2 separate regions of the Drosophila melanogaster genome follow, and region 1 is linked to region 2. A link is a contact called in public Hi-C data. All regions are on one chromosome and are shown on one strand. Each heading gives the region's core, a stretch centred on a gene start, on an enhancer-like site or on the middle of the called end of the contact. The rest is flanking DNA. Distances are from core to core; before and after follow the strand shown.

Region 1 (5,080 bases), core at 1,834-4,333, 610 kb after region 2:
GGCGAAATTCCGCAGAATATAGGCGAATGCACCACCCACCACAGGGGTGGTGGGTGTTTTGTGCACACTTTTTACACCTTGATACTTTCTATCCTAGGCCCGGGGACTTTCGCCCAGGGCATTATCAGTTGAGTTACCAGGAACTCGTTTTGTGGCCCCGAGAGACAAGCATGGAAGACTCAAACCGGCATCACATTTGCTGCTATCAGCGCTATTTATACGCGCCATCAGCGGAAAAACGAGTTGGGAATCATAACCAGCCGAACGCGATATGAATAGCACACCCCAATCCGAAAGATACGGGTTCAAAACCCGCGCGGGGCGAACTCATTAAATATTTTTAGATCTATGTGAACCACATGTTTTTGTGTATTTTATTAAATATACATTTCCCATTTTTGATTGCAGGGAATCACTTGGGGCTGCGCCTACAGAATAACAGGCAGCACGGCACTGGATTATCTCAAGCAGCGGGAGTGCACACTGGGTAAGTAAATCGAATTGAAGAGAAGTGGGGACCATCATTTGAGCTAACCCACGATGACTCCAACAGGTGGCTATGCAACAATCGATACCAAGTTCTTCCCGCGCGTCGCCTCGCAGGACACGCCCTTCAGCGGCGAGGCGGTCGAGGTACTGGTCTATGTGGCGACGCCAGAGAATATCTATTGGTTGGGCGATGACCCGGTCGAGGAGATTGCCCAGCAGATCGTATCCTGCCGCGGTCCCAGCGGACACAATGCCGAGTACCTGTTGCGCCTGGCCCTGTTCATGCACGAGGAGATTCCCGGCGTGAGGGACGATCATCTGTTCGAGCTGGAGCAATTGGTTTTAGAGGAACTGTACCGCCGCCAAATACCTCTGTCATCTGTGATGGGCCGCAATCCAGATAGGATACGCCGCGACTCGCACGAGGACATCCGCCGCCCGCCATCCTTCGAGTTCACCTCCCGTGTGCCCGACACCAAGCTGCGTTGCCTGAACATTTGATTTCTGGTGTGCTGGCGGCCAAGTGCTATGCAGGTCGCGTTTTTTGCTACAGCAAATTCCAAATTATTGATCGACATTTTAGCTTGTTAGGTAACCAGAGTCTATTGCCAAATTTGACGTATTTCTTTAAATTGTAAATAATCCTAGGCCTAATCATAAGCAGCAACTCCTCCATAAGTGATCTGATTTAGCCAATAAGCTAGGATTAAGCACAAAAAAACTTTTTACACGCAACTGTCAGGGAGTTAAATTACATATGAAAAGAAATGAATACAGTATTTGGGTTTTTAATTAAATACAAAAGCATTCGCGCAAAATGTGAATATGTGGGATCGTCTAGATCAGGCGAAACTAAAACTAATTGGTGAGGATTTCGGCGGCACGATTCTCCATCAGTTTCTCCATGTTCGTGATGGCGCCCATCCATGTGTCCAGAGTGCTGGCCATGCCGACAATCTGGCTGCGGTTGAGGACGCGTGGTTGCACCCACGACATGTTAACCACTCCAGCCACTTGGTCAATCTCGCCGCGGACGAGATCCAAAGCCAGAGCCTTCATGATAAGCAGTTCCACTTCCTTGGCGGGCAGTTTGGTCTCTTGCGCGATGTCGGTAAAGGAGATGGCTCGCTCGATGGCTGAGCGCTTGAAGGTCATCTCCATGAGGCAAAGGAGGGAGATCTTCTGGCGCAACTTGACCTCCTGGGCAGCCAAATCGGGAATCTTGGACCAGATTTTCTTCATGTCATTAAACCTGCAAAGGAATAATAGAAAGTGTTAGTTACTGCAGATATTAAATTGCTATTACTACACACTTGTTAATATCGCCCGTGTTGAAGGCTTTAAGAAGTTCCATGAGCCACTCATTTTCCGTGCCCTTAAGCGACTCAAGAATGGGATGAGCCAGCAATTCGCCTATGTTGTAGACACCATCGCCCAAGAGAGCAGCCAGACCCAAGAAGAATGCCTGCTGGGCCCATTGATCACGGGGGTACTCATCCATGGAGCAGCCCAGAAACTGTAGGCCACATCGGTAGTAATCGCTGTGCTTGCCCACTCGCCGATAATACTGGGATGCCAGCATGTAGTATTTGCCGTGAACGGGCGTCACATTACCCGCTTCCTCTAGGACATCACGCAGTTCCTCGATGATCTTCTTGGTGGCATTCAGATCGTTCAGGTTGCTGAGGTACAGATTACCCTGCATCACCTGCAGATACCAAACGGCCTCGTCGCAGATCTTCACCTTGTCCTTCATCTTCTCCAAGAACTCGATGGCCTCCTTCTTGTCACCGATGTTGTCAACCACCACCTCGAGAATCTGGATGAGGCCATAGGGGTTTATTCTGCAAATACAATACATTAGATTCTGCCGAGTCATTTGCAGAAGCCGACTCACTTGGTCTCGAAGGTGGACAGGAAATTCTGGTAGAGCTGCAGCAGCGCAGTTTCGTCCTGCAAGGATTCGTGGCGCACAAAGGTCACCAGTTTGATGGTCAGCTCATTCCAGAGTCTGTAAAATAATTGTATTACAAGAGGAAAATTGAAATTTAAAGCCCAGATCTAACTTTTCATTGTAGAGCTCCTCGATGAGCGTCCATTCGGCGGCGAGTTCTTTGTTGGTGGTCTTCTTCTGGGTCGCCAGATAGGCGGTGACATTAGGCTGAGGATTGGACATCGCAACTGCGCTTTGTGTTGAATTAATTTCAAATGTAATGTTTAATGTATTCCCAAACTACAAAAATTGCAAATCACAATCGCCGACGCAGCTGTCACATTGACAGATCGCTTGTGTGGCCGTTTGTTTTTTTTTAGCTTATTTTGGTATTTTGTATTTTTGGGCGAATTTTTATGTAAAATTTATTTATGAACTAAAAAAGGCTTACATAATAACAAATGGCTGTATTTTTTATTTTTATATCACATGGAAAGCATTATTTATGATATTATTTCAGTGCCTAGAAACTACTCGATGACTCATTCGATAACAACAGCTGCGGGGCTTGGGCTTACGTTGTACTCACCGTCTGGTCACACTAACCGAACAGCTGTTTCTGCGTGAAGTTGTGTACGCGGAAGAAACAACGTTTCAATTCGTTTTGGAGCTCGCAGCGAAACAGTTTATATTTCCGCACTCCAGGATTCCACTTGGCAGAGAGTCGCCGCGCAGCCAATTAGCCAGTTAGCCCGATCCGCGAGAATATCGATATTTAACCGGGCCACAGCAGCACTGCCAACAAAACCAAATACAACAACTCGAGTGTGCGCCCTGAACTAACTAAAAAAAAGTAAAGCTGTCGTGTGTTTTGCACATTTAACTATTTGTTAGCCAAATAAAGTAGCAATCGAATTTCGCGAACGAAAGTGCCGCAATTAGTGGTTATATAAATGTAAGCCAAACAACGCGTCGTGCAAGAAACTATGTGGATTTGTTCGCAGAAAGTTGACAAACTGAGAAGAACTAGTTAGCGACCACAACGACCGCTCCAACTGGAAACCGCACTCCGCCAAAAGAGATCCTCATTAGCATTTCTTTTGTGGATTAAGGCGCGTGTCAACTATTTGTCACCGATCTCCAAGCAAACGATCGATTCCTCGTCGAAAAGCAAGGTTAGTTCTGGGTTCTATTTTCGACTTTTTGGGGGTCACTACTCTGCCCGACGAGGTTCCCCCTTTTGGCTTCGAAATTCCAAGCAGCATGGCCCTACTGATTGGGCCAGCGGTTCCCATTGGATACGATCGCGTTCCATTGAGAACTGCATAATTGGTTGTACATTGTATCCCACTATTTGGTTAGTAGACAGTTATGCAATTGGGGCTCCCCAATCTTATCACTCAGTGGGCACCACGTCGCCGCCGTCTATTAAAAGTTCTTGGCTTGCAATGGGTGTTGGACAACTTTCTCTTTGAAAAGCAAAAGCCACTTGAGCACAGGAGCGTTGGGTAAAGAAACGATAATTAAATTACTTTCGAGCTGATAGAGAATTTGGAACTCAAAAAGCTATTGAATTGGAAGATTCAACATTTGTATGGATTTGTACATAAACGAAATATATCAACCGAATTGTACTGCATTTTACAGTATGTAAATGCCTTCTTTTTGAGTAATATTGCACAGATGTCGCCTATTTTGTGCGTCCTTCGCAGTAAAAAAAACACTTGAACCAAATCGGCCAGAGTTTACTGTAACATCCTGCTGCGCTGTCAACATTTCTTTTCATTTCCTGACGCCACTGTGCGTTTTTGGTAGAAAGAAAGTACTACTACTTTCTCGATGTAGCAGTTGATTTCCTTGGCCTGTTCCCCACTTTACCAATTTACCAAAATCGAAATGGGCGACATCTGGCAGCGACAGAAACGATGCACAACTATAATATATATATATATGGATATGTATGGTATATATGAAAACCGGCTGAAGGCGTATTACGGTTATGTGAAGAGCGGCAATTTCAAAAATCCAAAACAAATTCCGAAAAAAAAAACGCCGTCGGATGACGACTTCATCTTCATCTCCGTCCCAGACGACAGACAGCAACAGCATCTGGCTATTAAAAGCAAAAGTGAAAAATGCCACACAGTCGCCGCCGATGCAGTGGCCACAAAAACCAAACAAAAGCAAAAGAAAAAGATGTAGAAAAAACATAAACCATAAAACTGCTGCAACAAGTGAAGCAGCTTTGTCAAGTGCATTGCCGCTTCCTTGTTTTTTTTTTTTTTTTTTGTATTTTGTTGCTCACTTTTTGTTGCTGCTGCAGCCAAGTAGTAATATTATTCAATTACAGGCCAATCCAGTTGCCCCGAGTTGCGAAAGAGTTGGGTTCGGCTTGGTTTCTCGCATGTTCATATTCGATTTTTGTGCCAAGCTCTTGGGCAGGCAGCCGCGATCGAAATTATAGCAACTGCAGTCTTCTCGTCAATGTCAATAGTTAAATAGATAGATCACCCTGCAAGGCAGCTCATTCATGCGTCATTCAAGAGGTGCACAAATAAGATCCATTTAATGACTTAATACAATCTTTTATGTTTTTAGTAGCTAATTCTATGATGGATTAAATATGATGAAGTATCTATATTTCCACAATTTCGGAAA
Region 2 (5,529 bases), core at 886-3,385:
AGTTCGGTGGTCAGTTTCGCTCGAAGTTCTAGACGAGATTTGACCAGCCGTTTGTGCATTTCCGCCGCCTGTTCTTCCTTAAAATCTTCTCGCCACTTTTCGTCCTCAAGCTTGCGCACTTTGTCCTGCACCTCGATGAAGGCAATAGAGTCCTCGAACTCCAGCTCGTCCTCGTCATAATCGTCCGGATCCTTGGAGAAGACGCGGCTTCGCTTCCCGAGACCCAGAAGTCGGATATGCTTGCGAAGCTTCTTCTCCGCCCATTGGCAGCGCTGCCGGAACAGGAATGACTTCTCCAGCTGATAGCGGCACTCCTGGCAGATCCTCTTCGGCAGAGTATCCGTCGCCTTGGCGTCCAGTGCGACGCAGGCCATCAGGCGCACGGGTATCGAGAGCTGGGTGTCGTCCTCGTCGAAGATCGCGTACGCATCCTGGTGCTCCTTGAGGCAAAGGCGGCACAGGGTCGCCAAATCGGGATACGACGGCTGTGCATCCATGAAGGCGTCTATTTTTGGTAAATCAACGTATTTACTCGGTGGCGTCTCTGCATCGCAAGCAATGTGACCGCAGACAGGTTCGCTAAAAATACCTCCTCTCGAAACGAAAGCAATACAGTCACACTGTTCGTAAATAAACAATTTGATATATACGGCCCATAAACGTATCATAACTTAATTTATTAATGTAAGGTTTAAAGGTATTGATTTTCATACAAATCCAATGCATACCGAATGTGCATATTTAAAGTTTAATAGAATACAATGACAATTAAAATAGGTGATGGCTTAGTCAAATATGCGTGCACAAAAAAAGGTACTATTCTTATAATATAGAGGATTAAACTAAATTCGTTGTTACGTGGCTACGTCACGGTGTTATTTAGCTTATCCGCTCCTCTTAGACGACAGCGCACACAACTTTTGAAATCGGCGTACGAACTGCTGCATTTTGTCTTGAAGGAACTGTGCTTTCGGCACAGGTTATCGGTCGTCTGCTTGGGGCTCATAAAGCGCACTTTCTTTCGACACGGCGATGGGGTTTTTACATCCTCTAAGGCAGTTGTGTTGGCACCCAGAAAGGTGTCCTTGCTATAGTCGTTGCGCAGATGACTCAGCTGCGGGTCGTTCATGTTGATCTCAACCATGGGCACAGCAACTAGTGGCGTTGCAGCTGGCTGTCTGCTGGCTTCTGGTTCATCGTCTATTACATTTGAGAAATATATAAGTCGTGCAATTGCAAAGTAAGTGGGCTGGTCTTACCCAGTAACTCCACCACGCTGTTATCGCTCTGCTCCCTTAGCTCCTGGCCCATGTCTGTTTCGTAGAAGCCAGCGGTCTGTTCGTCAGGCAGCGGACTGCTTAAGTTCATCTTCATCTCATAGGTCGCCTCATTGCGCTTGCGCACAAAGTACCGTTCCAGTTCGACAAACACGTCGTCCAGAACGCTCAGTCGCAACTGCTGCTTGGCTTCGGGTATGATGACCTCTTCGAGTTCCGCCCGCAGCTCCAGCTCGATTTCCGCCCGCACAGCTTGCTTGCAAGTGCTGAGCAGCTCCTTTTTATACGCGTCGATCTCGCTGCTAATGAGCTGGGCGGCCTGCTGGCGCCACTGGGCATTGTTCTCGGCGCAGCCAGTTTGCGTGCATCCTTCCCCGGAGCCCCGCTCCTCCTCCACTTCACTCAGCTGCGACTTGACACCCTGCCGCTGCAACGCCTTGTGGCGCCTCAATTTGCGATCGGCTGCGAGGCAGCGTCGTCGGAAGCAGTGCATCTCCTCCAGTTGCAGCCGACACATGGTGCATATGTGCTGTGGCAGACCGTCGCCGGGCTCGATCTCCAGCGATGTGCAGACCATTATCTGCAGAGCAGTCGATCCATTTGCACCGAAAACGGGGAAATTGGGTTCCTTCGACAAGCACAGGCGACAAACATTCATGTTGAATTTCAAGGCAATTCGGAGCGTGGCAGCCGGACACCTGATTAGGCACGATTCGGAATGATGGACAATCTAGCAATCTTTCCAAGCAACCAGTTTAGAATATGAAACAAAAAAACATTTGAAGACAAATAACTAAAATTGGAAGCGGAGGAATTTCCTACTAGGAAACATCAACAAGTCTAGCCGATTTGTTATCGATATTTTCAGTGTGGCCATGCGGTTGAGAGAATGCATTTTAGTATTTCAAGGCTGGCTGCTCTGCCATTGATGTGCCCGTATTTCAGCAAGGCGCTTGGCGGGAGAATTTCAAATAGTCAAAATTTTACAACGATACTATAGCGCTCATTTGAATAACCTGAAATGCAGCAATAACACACATTCATTTATCAAACAATTTCTTTATATTTCATTAAATATTAAGTATAAATACGCAGTTAACTATTAAGTATTATATACACAATTACAATAAGATATTCAGTCACTATAATGCTTCTTCTATATACAAAGTACGATATATATTATATCAAAGGGCTTGAACTCGCCGCCGCACCTCAATAAATTATGCAATTCAATTCCATGATAATATACAGTAACAGTCGTCTGTGTTCTCCGGGAGTTTGCCGATTGATTTTCTCAGGATGATTTAGGATCTGCGCCGAGGATTGCCTACTTACAGCTAAAATGTTTGCAAAAACAATAAGTCAAGGACATTTAACAGTGTTTTCATTTCGTTTCGCATCGTTTTGATTTCATACTCATTTGCTCTTTGCTTTATCGCTTGGGTGGGGTGTTTTGTGTGTGGGTTTTTGATTTGTGGTGGTAAATAAATAGTATCGATCGATTATTAACGATATTCAACATTGAAATACATCAATCATTAGGCATATACATAACTACAGGATATAATACAATACAGGATCGTTGGGATCAGGATCGCTCTTCCAGGATTCCATCTCAATCGTGGCGCCAGCTCTGCGGCAGAACGTAGTCCTTGACCTTGTAGAGCGCATTGGCATACCAATGGATGCCATTCTGCTGCTGCGCCGAGCTCACCACCTTCGGCGAACTGTGCAACTGCTCCTTGGCGGGCAGCCACGCCTCCAGCGTGGACAGCAGGCGCATGGGAGCCAGTCCCCAGTGGGCCAGCGACTGGCTGTTGATCACCGCATAGCAACTGGCGGCCACCGAGTTGACCACAATGGTGCCCTCGCGGGTCAGCGGCGCGACCACGCCCTTACTGCGCACACTGCCCACCTTGACGACTCGCTGGGGCCTCAGCTCGCCCGTCTCCACATCCCGTACGAGCACCTGGTTCTTCTCCTCGATGCGATCCGCAAACACAAACGTGAGCTTCTGGCTCTCCGGCTGCCAAACGCTAACCAGGTGAGCCGGCGTCACCGTGAGCACTGCTCCACCGTCCGTGTGCAGCTGCACAAAGTTTTGCATCTGCTCGAGGTTGCGGTCCATGAAGAGGATCACTTCGCTGTAGACGGCCTGTCCGTTGGCGGTCATGCTCAAAACACGATCTCCGATAGAGAGCTCGCCGAGCGGCTTCCGGACTCCACTCTCCAGCAGCGCTGTGCTCTCCGGCGTGAAGCAGCCGTGCACGTGGGAACTGATCGACGAATCTGCAAGTAGGAGAGGAAAGAATTTGGTTAGAAAATTGGATTTTAAATAAATATAAGGTGCTATTTAAATATTCATAGAAAGTTATAATAAATATTCGTATCCAGAGTAGTTACACGATTACTTTAAAGGCTTGCATGGGTGTTCATGTATTTTACACAATCTAAAATCTGATCTGCAGATTGCTTGTTTGGTTACTGAGAGCCGCCCAGGTAATGGCATTAGTTTGCTAATCTAATTTGGCGTTAAGCATCCAATTGCCAAGCCCAACAAGTCAAAAAGGTTTTCACAGATCCGGGGCTGGCCCGTTGCAGCCCAATGTGAAACAATGGACTCGAAAGGACTGAAAGGACTGCCTTTTGCGGCTCGCCAACAAGCCAGGAACCTAATGCGATCGTTGAACAGAGATCCGAGATCGGAGATCAGCAATCTGCGATCTGCCAGGCATATCAATAACAAGCGGTCGACGTGTTTTTGTTTCGGCTTGCACAAAAATTGTGATCTTGTTTTCCCTGCAAGATTAGCCGTGGGATCAGCATCAGCCGCATGCGAAGCCGAACTCGAGCCAAAGCCGCTTAGAAATCCCAAGGAAAAAGAAATGCAAAGGAATAAAATGAGTAGAACAAAAAAGGGGGATGTGCCAGGTAGCAGCTTGTGGTTTGTTTTCCCAACCATTTTTGGCAACCTGTTGGCAATTACCGAACATGCTGCAACCCACCTAAACAATAATCGAAGTGCAGGCCACATTAATCATCATTAATGGGTATCGGATTGCAGGGAACAGGCCCACCCAGATGCATCTGGAATATATCGAGATGCACTCTATAGAACTTTCTCTGGGGGCCTTCACACTCCACACTCGAAGCGCCGATGCTGCTTGTAAAATTCAAATTAAAAATTCCAGACCAAATGCGACCACTAACCGCGCGCTTTATTATAATGAGCGGCCATAAAGTGGCCTTGTTGCCGCTGCTGCTGCCGCTGCTGCTGCCATGGAATTCCAAAGAAAATGCACCTTCCCAGTGGCCAGCCCGAAATTCCCATTGATGCATTTTGGTAAACAGAGACAGGCGGACACACAAAAGTGTAGAAACAATAAAAATCGGATTAAATACATATGGCTGGCGGTCTATAAAACCCATAATCGATGTGGATGGACGAAAGGGGAATGGGATCGGAAAGAGAATAGGAATCGGAATCGAAATCGGGCCCAAAAGAACACACGAAATGGACAAAAGATTCTGGGGAGATGGAGAGAAGGAAGCGCGGTAGTAACAAGAAAAATTGGTGTGAAATCTACCTTCTACCAAAACACGGCACTGAAACCGAAACAGAAACAGAAACCAAAAATAAAAAATAAAAACGAGGGACAAGAAAAATCTCAGGCCGTCTTCGTTGTTGGCGGTGAGTGGAAAGTGAAGAACTTGAAGGGTCATAAATTAATAAACCATTAAAGTGGTTAAAATTATCGTTATTTTATCTTTGTTGTGAAGACTAAACTGATAAATTATTACAAAACAGAGGACAGCCGAGCTGGTGCTGCTGCTGTTGTTGTTGTTTTTGTTGCTGCTGTTGTTGGCTTGGTGACTGATCGTTTGGACAGCATTAACATGAACATGCAACAGCAACAACAACAACAACAACAACACGCGCTTGGGGGCTTTAATGCGCGCGCGCGACACACCAGCAACAACAACAAAAGACAGCAGCAACATTGGTAAGAGCGAAACAAAAAAAAAAACTGAAAAAAAAATTAGTGTCGACAAAAAGGTTTACAGCCATTACTCTTCGTCGTCGTGCTGCTGCTGTTGCTGTTGTTGCTTTTGCTTTTGCTTTTGCTGTTGCTCTTGCTGCTGCCGTTTAGGCCCCTACAAACGAAAGACTTAGGCAGCGAACTCGAGGCACAGCGAATGCTGTGCCAAAACTGTCATAAGCCCGTGGTTTATGTGCAGCGGCCTATCAGCA

What was found. A called contact is a pair of places that touch in the nucleus more often than the background predicts.
Region 1: a Hi-C map of the Kc167 cell line shows a contact between it and region 2, with 2.3 times the contacts expected there. The contact joins the promoter of Hmgcr here to the promoter of CG31457 in region 2.

What each region holds. Positions count from the first base shown.
Region 1 is chr3R:23,730,241-23,735,320 of dm6, forward strand. It overlaps Hmgcr (HMG Coenzyme A reductase), which reads left to right and starts at 3,084. Exons shown (of 6, transcript NM_170089.2): 1 at 3,084-3,597. Rpn9 (Regulatory particle non-ATPase 9) reads right to left here and starts at 3,222. Exons shown (of 5, transcript NM_170088.2): 1 at 3,012-3,222; 2 at 2,556-2,670; 3 at 2,387-2,500; 4 at 1,803-2,333; 5 at 1,135-1,741. The coding sequence starts at 2,665. The coding sequence ends at 1,348. It overlaps CG10365, which reads left to right. Exons shown (of 5, transcript NM_206547.2): 4 at 409-487; 5 at 554-1,259. The coding sequence ends at 990. It also overlaps RNaseMRP:RNA.
Region 2 is chr3R:23,125,846-23,131,374 of dm6, forward strand. CG31457 reads right to left here and starts at 2,136. Exons shown (of 2, transcript NM_170051.2): 1 at 1,260-2,136; 2 at 736-1,200. The coding sequence starts at 1,935. The coding sequence ends at 863. It overlaps hh (hedgehog), which reads right to left. Exons shown (of 3, transcript NM_001038976.1): 3 at 2,324-3,566. The coding sequence ends at 2,893. It overlaps CG31365, which reads right to left and starts at 577. Exons shown (of 3, transcript NM_170050.2): 1 at 1-577. The coding sequence starts at 497.